Regions from separate parts of the Rattus norvegicus genome. Here regions 2 and 3 are each linked to region 1. Evidence: chromatin contacts called from public Hi-C data. All regions are on one chromosome and are shown on one strand. Each heading gives the region's core, a stretch centred on a gene start, on an enhancer-like site or on the middle of the called end of the contact. The rest is flanking DNA. Distances are from core to core; before and after follow the strand shown.

What was found. Hi-C and Micro-C count contacts between places; a contact is called where the count stands out from the background.
Region 2: a Hi-C map of mammary epithelial cells shows a contact between it and region 1, with 2.5 times the contacts expected there. The contact joins two enhancer-like sites. A contact is called at or near these places in 5 of 12 Hi-C or Micro-C datasets (the A7r5 cell line, the Rat2 cell line, kidney and 2 more).
Region 3: a Hi-C map of the Rat2 cell line shows a contact between it and region 1, with 4 times the contacts expected there. The contact joins two enhancer-like sites. A contact is called at or near these places in 2 of 12 Hi-C or Micro-C datasets (the Rat2 cell line and Schwann cells).

What each region holds. Positions count from the first base shown.
Region 1 is chr5:76,008,038-76,011,364 of GRCr8, forward strand. No RefSeq gene overlaps it. Among named protein-coding and RNA genes, the nearest start is that of Actl7b, 230 kb to the right of the region's middle. Within about 2 kb of position 2,029, at least 3 of the 93 cell types and tissues checked have an H3K27ac peak or open chromatin away from gene starts, as enhancers often do.
Region 2 is chr5:75,903,662-75,906,691 of GRCr8, forward strand. No RefSeq gene overlaps it. Among named protein-coding and RNA genes, the nearest start is that of Actl7b, 340 kb to the right of the region's middle. Within about 2 kb of position 1,275, at least 1 of the 93 cell types and tissues checked has an H3K27ac peak or open chromatin away from gene starts, as enhancers often do.
Region 3 is chr5:76,118,885-76,122,204 of GRCr8, forward strand. No RefSeq gene overlaps it. Among named protein-coding and RNA genes, the nearest start is that of Actl7b, 120 kb to the right of the region's middle. Within about 2 kb of position 1,552, at least 8 of the 93 cell types and tissues checked have an H3K27ac peak or open chromatin away from gene starts, as enhancers often do.

The DNA.
Region 1 (3,327 bases), core at 779-3,278:
GACTATATATAGCATATCGTGTGAACACATGATATGTGTGTGTATGTGTGTGTGTGTGTGTGTGTGTGTGTGTGTGTGTGTGTATACAGAGAGAGAGGGGGGAGGAGAGAGAATATGTGAGAGTGAGAGAGAGAGAGGAGAGAGAATATGTGAGAGAGAGAGAAAGAGAGAGAGAGGAGAGAGAGAATATGAGAGAGAGAGAGAGAGAGAGAGAGAGGAGAGAGAGAATATGTGTGTGCATGCACATTCACAAGTGATCCATTTGCACCAAAATCCAGTTTTATTGGTTCTCCCTTGGCCATGATTTTATGGAGATATTTGACAAGATAAAGTGGCTCATGCTTTTAGCCACAGGCTGACTGGCTTCTGTCCAAGATAAACATCGGGAGGCCAACTGTCCCCTCCTTGCCTTTAGGGAGCCTGCAGGTTATCTGATGAATGGAGCTACCAGCACATCTCACTGTTCCTCCATATGGATTTTAGAAAGAAATTCATACTGGGAATCATCAGATGAGCCACCATGTAACAGTGAAGGAGAACCAATGAATGGGATCATGGCAGGTCCATCAGTGCAGATGACATTGCTCTCTTGATAAGTACTTCTCTCTCTCTCTCTCTCTCTCTCTCTCTCTCTCTCTCTCTCTCTCTCTCCCTCCCTCCCTCCCTCCCTCCCTCCCTCCCTCCCTCCCTCTCCAAAGAAGAAATTTGAGAGTAATGAAAAATGCAGTAGGTAGATCAGAAGGAAAACCACAATTGGGCACCATCTTAGAGCCACCGTATGTGTGCATGATCTCACACTGGTCGCTCTGTCCAGCTGCATCTATTTCTCAGCATGATTTTTCACTTTCCCTGTTTGTTTTAAAAGAATATGAGTATGGGGCTGATCGATTTTTTTTTTAAAAAGTTGAAGTTCAAACTTAAGATTCAGATAAAATGTCATTAATTTGTTCACTATTAAATACTATTTTGACCTTCTGTTCTATACCAGGAATTGTCCCAGATACTGACTCAGATTTAATGAGCTAGTTGCTCCTTGTTCTTAAAGAATTTGAGGCAGGTTTAATAATTCAGTACCTTGAGACAAACAAGGTGACACCCGCCAGGCAGGCGCATATGCACACACGCACACACACACACACACACACACACACACACACACACACAATCTCTCTCTCTCTCTCTCTCTCTCTCTCTCACACACACACACACACACACACACACACACATACACACAAGGTGGGGAGATAAGATCAGATCTATATTTTAGTTATTTACTAGAGATGGATGGTCCACTAATTTACCTTTGAGTTTCCTAGCAGGCAATGCAAAGAGAGAAACATGATCTATTTCAAAATTTTCTGTCTGTAAGACACAAATAGCATCAAAGCTATTTCTGATGCTGAAATCTGAATATTCAATGTCAGCTTGACACACTTAATTCTTTAAACTACAGAAACTTAATTCAACAAACATCTGCTCACACCTACTCTGAACCAGGCCCTAAGCCAGGTATTAAAATGAGCAAGATGAGTAAGAGCTGGTGTGTGTTCCTTAAATCTTCCCTCAGCACATATTGCATATCAGGGATGGCAGGCTGTCAGTGAAGATCCCTCCCACTCCCGAATATGCCCTGTGGCCCTCCGGAAACAGAGGACAGAACAACCTTCTAGAGGTGCTCTTCTCATAAGAGAAATTCTAGTGGTGGATTGAAGCTAGTGATTTAAAGAAGGGAGGAAGAGAACAAAACATGGGGCTTTCTCTGAAGCTCACAGATACCCTCCAGCTGTCCCTGAGCATCTGGAACGAAGTCCACAGCCTTGGAACTAGTTTTATAGGATTCATTATCAAAAAGCTAGTTTGTTGGCTTTTAATGATACCACTGACTAGTGAAAAACATCCAACCTCCCAGCAGGAGCAGTGCCTCCTGTCCAACCCGAAATGACAGATTCCAAGCCAAGTGAGACCATCTCATCTAGCAGATTGGAAAACAGAACCTGACTGAGAAAGGGTGCTGTCCCCAGAAGTGTAGCTGGACAGATCCTTGGAGGGGACTGTTTCCATGGTCCTCACTTTTCAAGTGAGAAATCTCATCAAAGCCCATTAATGAATGAGTCATGGAGTAATCAAGTGATTGGCTCGAGGCTATGCAGGGCAGAGCAGGGACTGGGCTGTAGCGACACTCTGACATACCTGAGCCTTATCTAGGATTCCAAATACTGCCTCACCTTGGATCTGGAACTTCCTAATCATGGTTTGTTCATGTCTGCATCCTCAACAACTACCACATGTCATCAACAGGAATCATGGTGCACTCCTTCACACCAGAATCTTGCAACCCAGGGCAGACAACCTCACTGGACAAAGACTATAAGGGATCTCAAGACACTGGAACACGTAAGAATTCTTGATAAAGCAGGGATGTTTGATCCCTACTCTGAATCCTGTGAGTCTGAATGGCAGGTGGTTCTCATAGTCAGTGACTGAGAACTATGGTCTCATTTATTACATAACCAGAACCTGGTCTGCTTCATGCTGGAGCCTCAAGTCACAACAGAGCCCTGAATTCATTGTTCTTAGAACCCGAGCTCCAAGGAGATGCCCTTGTCAAGCCTTTTGCAATTGCTGTCCTAGGCTATTCTTCAAAATAGCAGCAAAATCCCTTTGCCTGTTGACGTTAAAACACTGCCATCTAGTGTGACTCTTAAAGAACTATCCAAGACTACTGTCTGGCCTACAGACACTGGATTGGGTGCAAGACTTTCAAACCTTTTTACTGCTTGCAAAGTGTCCCGTGATTTCTTCTCCTGGCCTGTTTACAATTCCATGATTTTATTTGCACAGAGCCCAAATTAGGAATGAACCCAGACACGTGGGATTAGAACTATAGCTTTGCAGGCTACAGAATCCACATGTGACCCCCTGGCTCAGCTATGGGTCAGACACCTGACTTGGGATATGTCATTTCATATCACAAGGTAGCAGTTATTCATCAGAAGATAAAGGGAATTCTTTGGCCTTTGACATCACCAGGAAATCTTTATATCAGTGAAACCACTAGTGTGTCAATTTGCTATAAACAAAGTTGTAGAAATAAATATATACATGTATTTGCCTGGTGTGTGTGTGTGTGTGTGTGTGTGTGTGTGTGTGTGTGTGTGTGTGTGCATGTGTGTGTATCAAGTAAATGCATGTCTGAAGATAGCAAAATGCCCTTAGAAATGGGTAGCTCTTTGATGCAATAAAATTCATATCCCACTGAGAAGAGAACACCAGACTGACTGAAGAGCAGAAGAAACCTGAGAGATTATTTGAGTCTCCTCAGCTGGA
Region 2 (3,030 bases), core at 25-2,524, 110 kb before region 1:
TGATAAGCATTCCGTGAATGAATTTCTCTGTTATGAGCATCAAGTGAAGGTATATTTCATCATGCTTTTTATGGATTCAAATCATTATGTGTGCAATGAATTCCTCTTAGTGCTTAATATTAGAGGCAAAAATCCACCCAAGGGATTCCGTTCACATACTGGTAAGGTCATGCCCTGCTCCCCTGCCTGCTTAAACCCTGGCATTGTCTAGGCCAAGTTAGAAGATCAACTATCATCATAACTCTTGGTCAAGAATTCCTCATACAGTGGTCTCTCTCTTTCCCTCCTATTGTCCCTGTGTTGTTTTTCTCTCTTATATTTGTTTTACATAAACTTTAACTTGAGCTGCCACACTTACTTGGAAGAAATAGGAAGTAAAGAACAAATTAAAAACTGAAAAATAAGAGCTGGTAAGATGGCTCAGTGAGCAAAGGCGCTTGCCACTAAGCCTGGTGACCTGCGTCCAATTCCCATAACCTGCATGAAGAGAACCAACTCTCACAAGTTATCCTTGCTCTTCCATGCACACTGTGGCTTGTGCACACCCACACCCCATGCTCAGAAAAGAAAATCTAAAATAAAGAAAGAAAGAAAAAAAGAAAGAACTAAGAAAAGCAGTTAGCGTATTTCCAATGCCTTCTTCTATAAACCACAGAAATATCCACTGGACACTCTCATTTTTTATCAATAATCTCATGTATTTTGACAGAAATGAGCTAAGCAGACATAGTGTTAAACTGAACAAAGACTGTTGGACTATGAAACCAGCAACAGCTCAGCCCTTACCGCTCCCTCACTAGATTGTTGAATTTGTAAACACCCGTTTGACCCCTCACAAACGAGAAACCCTCTCTCTTTCAATAGATATTTAGAGCCCTCACTATTTGATAGGGACAATAGAGGATGCTACAGACGTTAAATAAGATGAAGCTATGCATTCAAGCTAGAGCAGAGAATAGCGACACACAGAAAAACTGAGAGACGGGTTCAGTGCAAGGCGTCCATGCCCTGTGGCACAGGCCAGAGGGGAAATGGAAGGGAAACATTTATGCCAGACTGGAAGCTGCCAGGCTATTTGAAAAGAGGCATCAGCCATGTTGATTTTTCAAAGTTGATTGGGAATAATCTACATGAGAAATGGGGCAGGGGAAGGGAGAAGAGGGTGTTCCAGGGCTCAGGAAGAGCATGTGCGAAATGACAAGACACGAGGCAGCATGGCAAGCTGGGGAGCTACAAATTGTTGGACAATAATATAAAGTACATCCCACCCACCTCCCAGGGTGGTTTGAGCGATCAGCTGAGCGGATGTATACATAGAAAGTGCTTTTTAAACTCCAAAGCCCCAGACTGTATCAGATGTAAGAGGTTATTATTAGACACTCTATTCTTTTTTCCCTTCCTCCAAATTGGAAACATTTGCCGAAGTAAACATTGCTGATGCATTAGCTGTCAGGATGGTGTATTATATTTGGGAAACATTTGCCAATGCCTGTTCAGTTTTCAAATTCCCAGTCACATGTGGTTTCTGTTTGAGCAAATGCATCAAGCAATAATGAGTTTATTGTTAATTGCCCAATATCAGGCTTTCAAGGTTTAAATCATCTCTAGTCCACACTGCCATTATCCCATGTCCATGGTAGATGCCTGAAGTTGTTTATTAAGGAAAACTAACACATGACTACTATTGATCTTTTGTATTTGTCAAAGCTTGTCGGAGGAAAGTCAAGTTCTCTGGGGGGAGGAGTTGAATGCAATGTACCCCAATGAATGTATAGATGTGCCTGACTGTGTGCACACGCGGTGGCTAGAGAAAGACATTGCGTGCCTTCTTCTATCACTCACAGCCTAAGTGCCTTGAGTCTCCTCATGAACTGGAAGTCTGTCTTTTTAGCTAGGCTGACTGGCCAGCAAGTTCCTGGGATCTGCTTGCTTCTGTTTCCCTGTATTCAGACACACATAGCCACATCCGGTTCCGAAAATTCAACCTCAGACCCTCACACTTGCTTCCCACGGAGCCATCTCTCAGTGTCTCAGGATTCTTCGCACGGACAAGTGTGCTGATATAAATAGATTCCCTTCGAGCAAAGGACGAAAAGAAGTTTGATTGTCTCCACCCAAAATGGCTTCCCCAAAAAAGCTCCATGGAACTCAGATCCAAATATTAATTTGTCTCTGTGATGTTTTAAGGAACAAACACTTCTCTGCGGAGGATACTTCCTCTGTGGTTATAGAGATCAATTTAGGGTAGAAAATGGGGGTGACTAACTCATGTTTGCAATTCTTGACATTCACAGACTCACTCACTGGAGAGTTTGAATCACTGCGAGTGTGAAGCATCCTCCTTTTTCTCTCCTTCCTGTAAGAGGGAGGCTTGAGGCAGAAAAGGGCAGCAGAGATTTAAAAGAAAATGTTGCCACCAAACTATACGGACATTTTTTCATATCAAATCCCCAGAAAATACCTGTCATCTCCCAGTTTTATTCCTTCCTGCAGGAGAGGATGGCTTCTAGTTTGGGAAGGTGTGTACTATTGGTGAAATTCTCTTTTGAGTCACAATTAATGAAGCCACTCGTTAACAATGTTGACCACGGCGGCCGGGGACAGGAGGGTTGGGGGACGGTGCATGGCACCGATGAACTTAGAATGCATTTCCTTCTTCCTGTGTAGTTGGAGCAAAACCAAATCATAGCTCATCGATGCTGGACAGGACCGGAAAGGTAATTCTGTATGGCTCTGTGTTCTGTGGATGAGAAGTGTTAAGAGGAACGAACGTCAGCTAATTTGCCAAAGATCGGGCAGTGACTAAGCGATACAGTCATTCTCAGAACCTCCAGGGCCTTCTCCTACACTCACTGTGAACACAAGTCACTAAGTTGAGGGGTGGGAGGGGGGAAACAATTCTGTAATTGGAATCAACCTGAGGTGGGAGTAGGGTGGCTTCCTCCCAGAGATCCTAAAGCTAGCACTGCGTCCCACCACTTGAGGGAGCTGTGGAGCCCCTTCCTCCACAGCCTATTTGTTCTGCCATGT
Region 3 (3,320 bases), core at 302-2,801, 110 kb after region 1:
AAGAGACACACAGACTCTGGAAAAGTCATGTCTGACCGCTGTTGAGGCAGTATGGACGGGAAGCCCTCCTACCAGCCCCAAGACCCTAAGTGCAGCAGCGAGTCTATCTAACACACTCTCCAGCCCAAGGTCACTTTCACTTTCTATTGACCCCTCCCCCCCCCCCCCCCCCCCCCCCCCCCCCCGCCGCAATTGCTCTGTAAGTCGCCTTTCACATATGCAGATCTAAGCAGCCGGAAGTTCAGTTCTTCTCTGGAAGAGAGAGTTCTTCCAGGGAAGTTCCACAGGCTGTGGGCTAAATCGTCTGGCCTGTGACTCTAAAAGAACTATAACCCAAAGTCCCCAGTGCAACGGGATCTGCCTGACTCGGGAACAAGCCACCTTGGTGCCTTTCCTTTCCTCCTTCCCATCCAAAGGTGCCTTTCTTGGACTCTTGACCATCTGCTTTCCTGTTAGAAGATAAAACTGACAAGCTTTAAACTCTTTATCCTGGCTTCTCATCCTGCCTTTACAGGATCCTGCGTCTACAGGAGTGCACACTTATTCGGTGCTGTCTTCCACAGTGTGTTTGAACCTCAAAAGGCAAACAACCACCACAGGTAAGTCTTTTAAGTTTCGATGCTTAACAGGACTTCTTAGAGAAAATTTTTGTTGTTGTTCAGGAAGGACTTCTGGGCCCCCCCCCCCCAAATAATTCACAGTTATATTAGAATCATATGTTTTGCTCCTCGCCATTTGGAAAGCATTTTCAAAACCTTACTTTTTAAAATCTGATTCTAACAGTAACCCAAGATGAGTCTTGTATTGATTATCTTCACTTGGGGGCTAGCAAATAAAGACCCAGAGCGGTTGTTTAACTTTATCAAGGCCACACAGCTTTCAAAACCACGCCCAAATAAATCCCTCCATGCCAAACCCATAGCTCAATCCACTGCACCACACTGCCCTCCAGTGTCTTGCCCAGCTATCGACGCAGCATGCAGAGTCCATCTCAGGTTTCAGAGATGCTGAATTTGGATGCTGGAGGTAAGTTTTAGAATGATCCTCACTCAGCTCACTGCCGCCCCTCAGAAAGCCAAGAGATCTTCTCAATGGCCTAAGACACGTAGGTGATATCTGACTGTCCCCTAGCATGATTCTAAATGGGATGACATAAGCAAAGGGCTTATACAGAATAGCATGTTCGGTATGCGCTCAACCTTCCATGGATGGTCTGTTGACACACTTCACTTTTCCATCCATCATCCTGGAGAAGTTGAGACAGTGAACATAAGTCCCCACTCCTCATATCTCTGTCTAAAGCCCAGATGCACACTACTGCTTGAATGGTCTTCAGAAAGTTTGCGAAATGAATAATTTCAGCAGAACATGTCTTCGTCTAAGACAGTGGTTCTCAACCTTCCTAATGCTGTGACCCTCTAATACAGTTCCTTGTGTTGTGATAACCTCCACCAAAAGTTTTTTCATTGCTTCATAACTGGGATTCTGCTGCTGTTATGAATCATAATGTAAATATCTAATATTTGACCCCCAGGGGAGTCATGACTCACAAGTTGAGAACTACTGGTCTAAGGGAAAGCAAAAACCCAGGAATTTAAGGGAAAAGACAATAATACCAACACTACTAACTGGTCTCTAATGCACAAGGCATCTCAGATTTTGTGTCCCCCCCCCCCCATGGGTTATCACCATGCGTCCTCAAGTATCTGAGCTTGTCCTCATTTGAGACATTCTGTACCTTGCTCGGACCACATGGATCATGTGGACAATGTGCTGGACCACATGACTCATTCTGGCTGGAGTCAAGAAGACAAGTCAGTGCGAGCATGTGTCCTGCCCTGCTTGGGTGTGCAAGACTCTAGTCTGCAAGGTCTCAGATCAGCATTCTAGGAAAAAAGCAGTATACAACGGATGAGGATATAAGAGGGGACTTAGTAGAGAGGTACCATCTGAAGGATGCACAATTTGAAGGACAGAAAACCAAGGTTTCCCAATGAGGGCATTCAAGTCCAAGTTTGTTCTACTTCAGTCTCTTTCTTTCTTCCTTCCTTCCTTCCTTTCTTTCTTTATTTTTTAATCACTTGCCCATTTTTCCATTCTCTACTTTAGTCTCTTTCCAATTAATTAACTAATTAATAATTTCTTCCATAAGATTATCAGTGTCTTCATAATGTTTGTGGCAGCATTTTACCCTAGTTTATTGTCTTTTATCTGTGATGATTAACTGTGTAAATGTTCTCCACCAATAAAGTGAAATCAGGTTTGAAAAACGTACTTCCCATACTGCCTGCAGTCCTTCGCCCACCTGCCTGAAGCCTTCCACACCTTATCTAGACATTTCCCAACCATCCCCACGAGACAGCCCAACCTCCTTTCATGCCTCTCTGATCCTCATCCAACCCATCCCTCCTCCTTCCTCCAAATCTTCCTCTTGCCATGAATCATGGGGCCCACTCAAGCCTCCTTCTCTCTGAAAGACACAAAATGGTTTATTTACCTAAGACTCCCTCCACCCCCAGTCTTCTCTGTCCTCATAGGACATCGAGGTGAAGAAAGTATGAGGCCTAGCAGAACAAGAGAGGGAGCCTACTGTGCGTGACTCATGGCTTAGCAAGGATGAGTGAGAGAGGCTGAGGTGGGTGTGGGAGCAGCAAACACACAAAGAAGAGAAGGATTAATTGAGCCAAGCCAAGCTCAACCTTGAAGATGCTACTTCGGTGTGTTCTCGAAATAGGGCTGAGCTTACGGCTGGTTCTTACTTGTTAGTAACCAGTTCACCCATCCCTTCTCTTAAGTCCTCCTTAATTAATCTTCTTAAAGAGAGCAACCTGACTCTGCCAGATTTGCTGGCCAAGTGTCAAAAACCTGTTCTACCACTAAGATTTCAGCGAAGTGCGTCTTAGAGATCTTCGAATGGAGTTTGCACAGAGAATAAGGAAATAGCTGTCCTTCTCCGGTATGTATGTCCACACATACTGGCGAACACTCGAACCCTGAAGGACTATGGAGCTGCATGGAGCTCACCTTGTGCGTGAGCTCGTGTATGCATTTAGCATGAAGTGTGTGTGTTGACTTCAACTATGAGCGAGAACATGTGGTCTCTTCCCTCCTGGAAAGCTGAAGAAGTTAGACACACATTTAAACATCTGCAACACTCTGAAATCAATTGTAACACAACAGAAACCCTGAGAGCATCCTCGAGGAATTACAAAAGACACTAAAGGTGCCTTCCCCGAGAAATGGATACCTAGTGTTCTCTTTGAGTTCAGGAACTGTGTCTTGCTCATCACATGGGGCTGGCTCATAGGAGGTAGCCATAA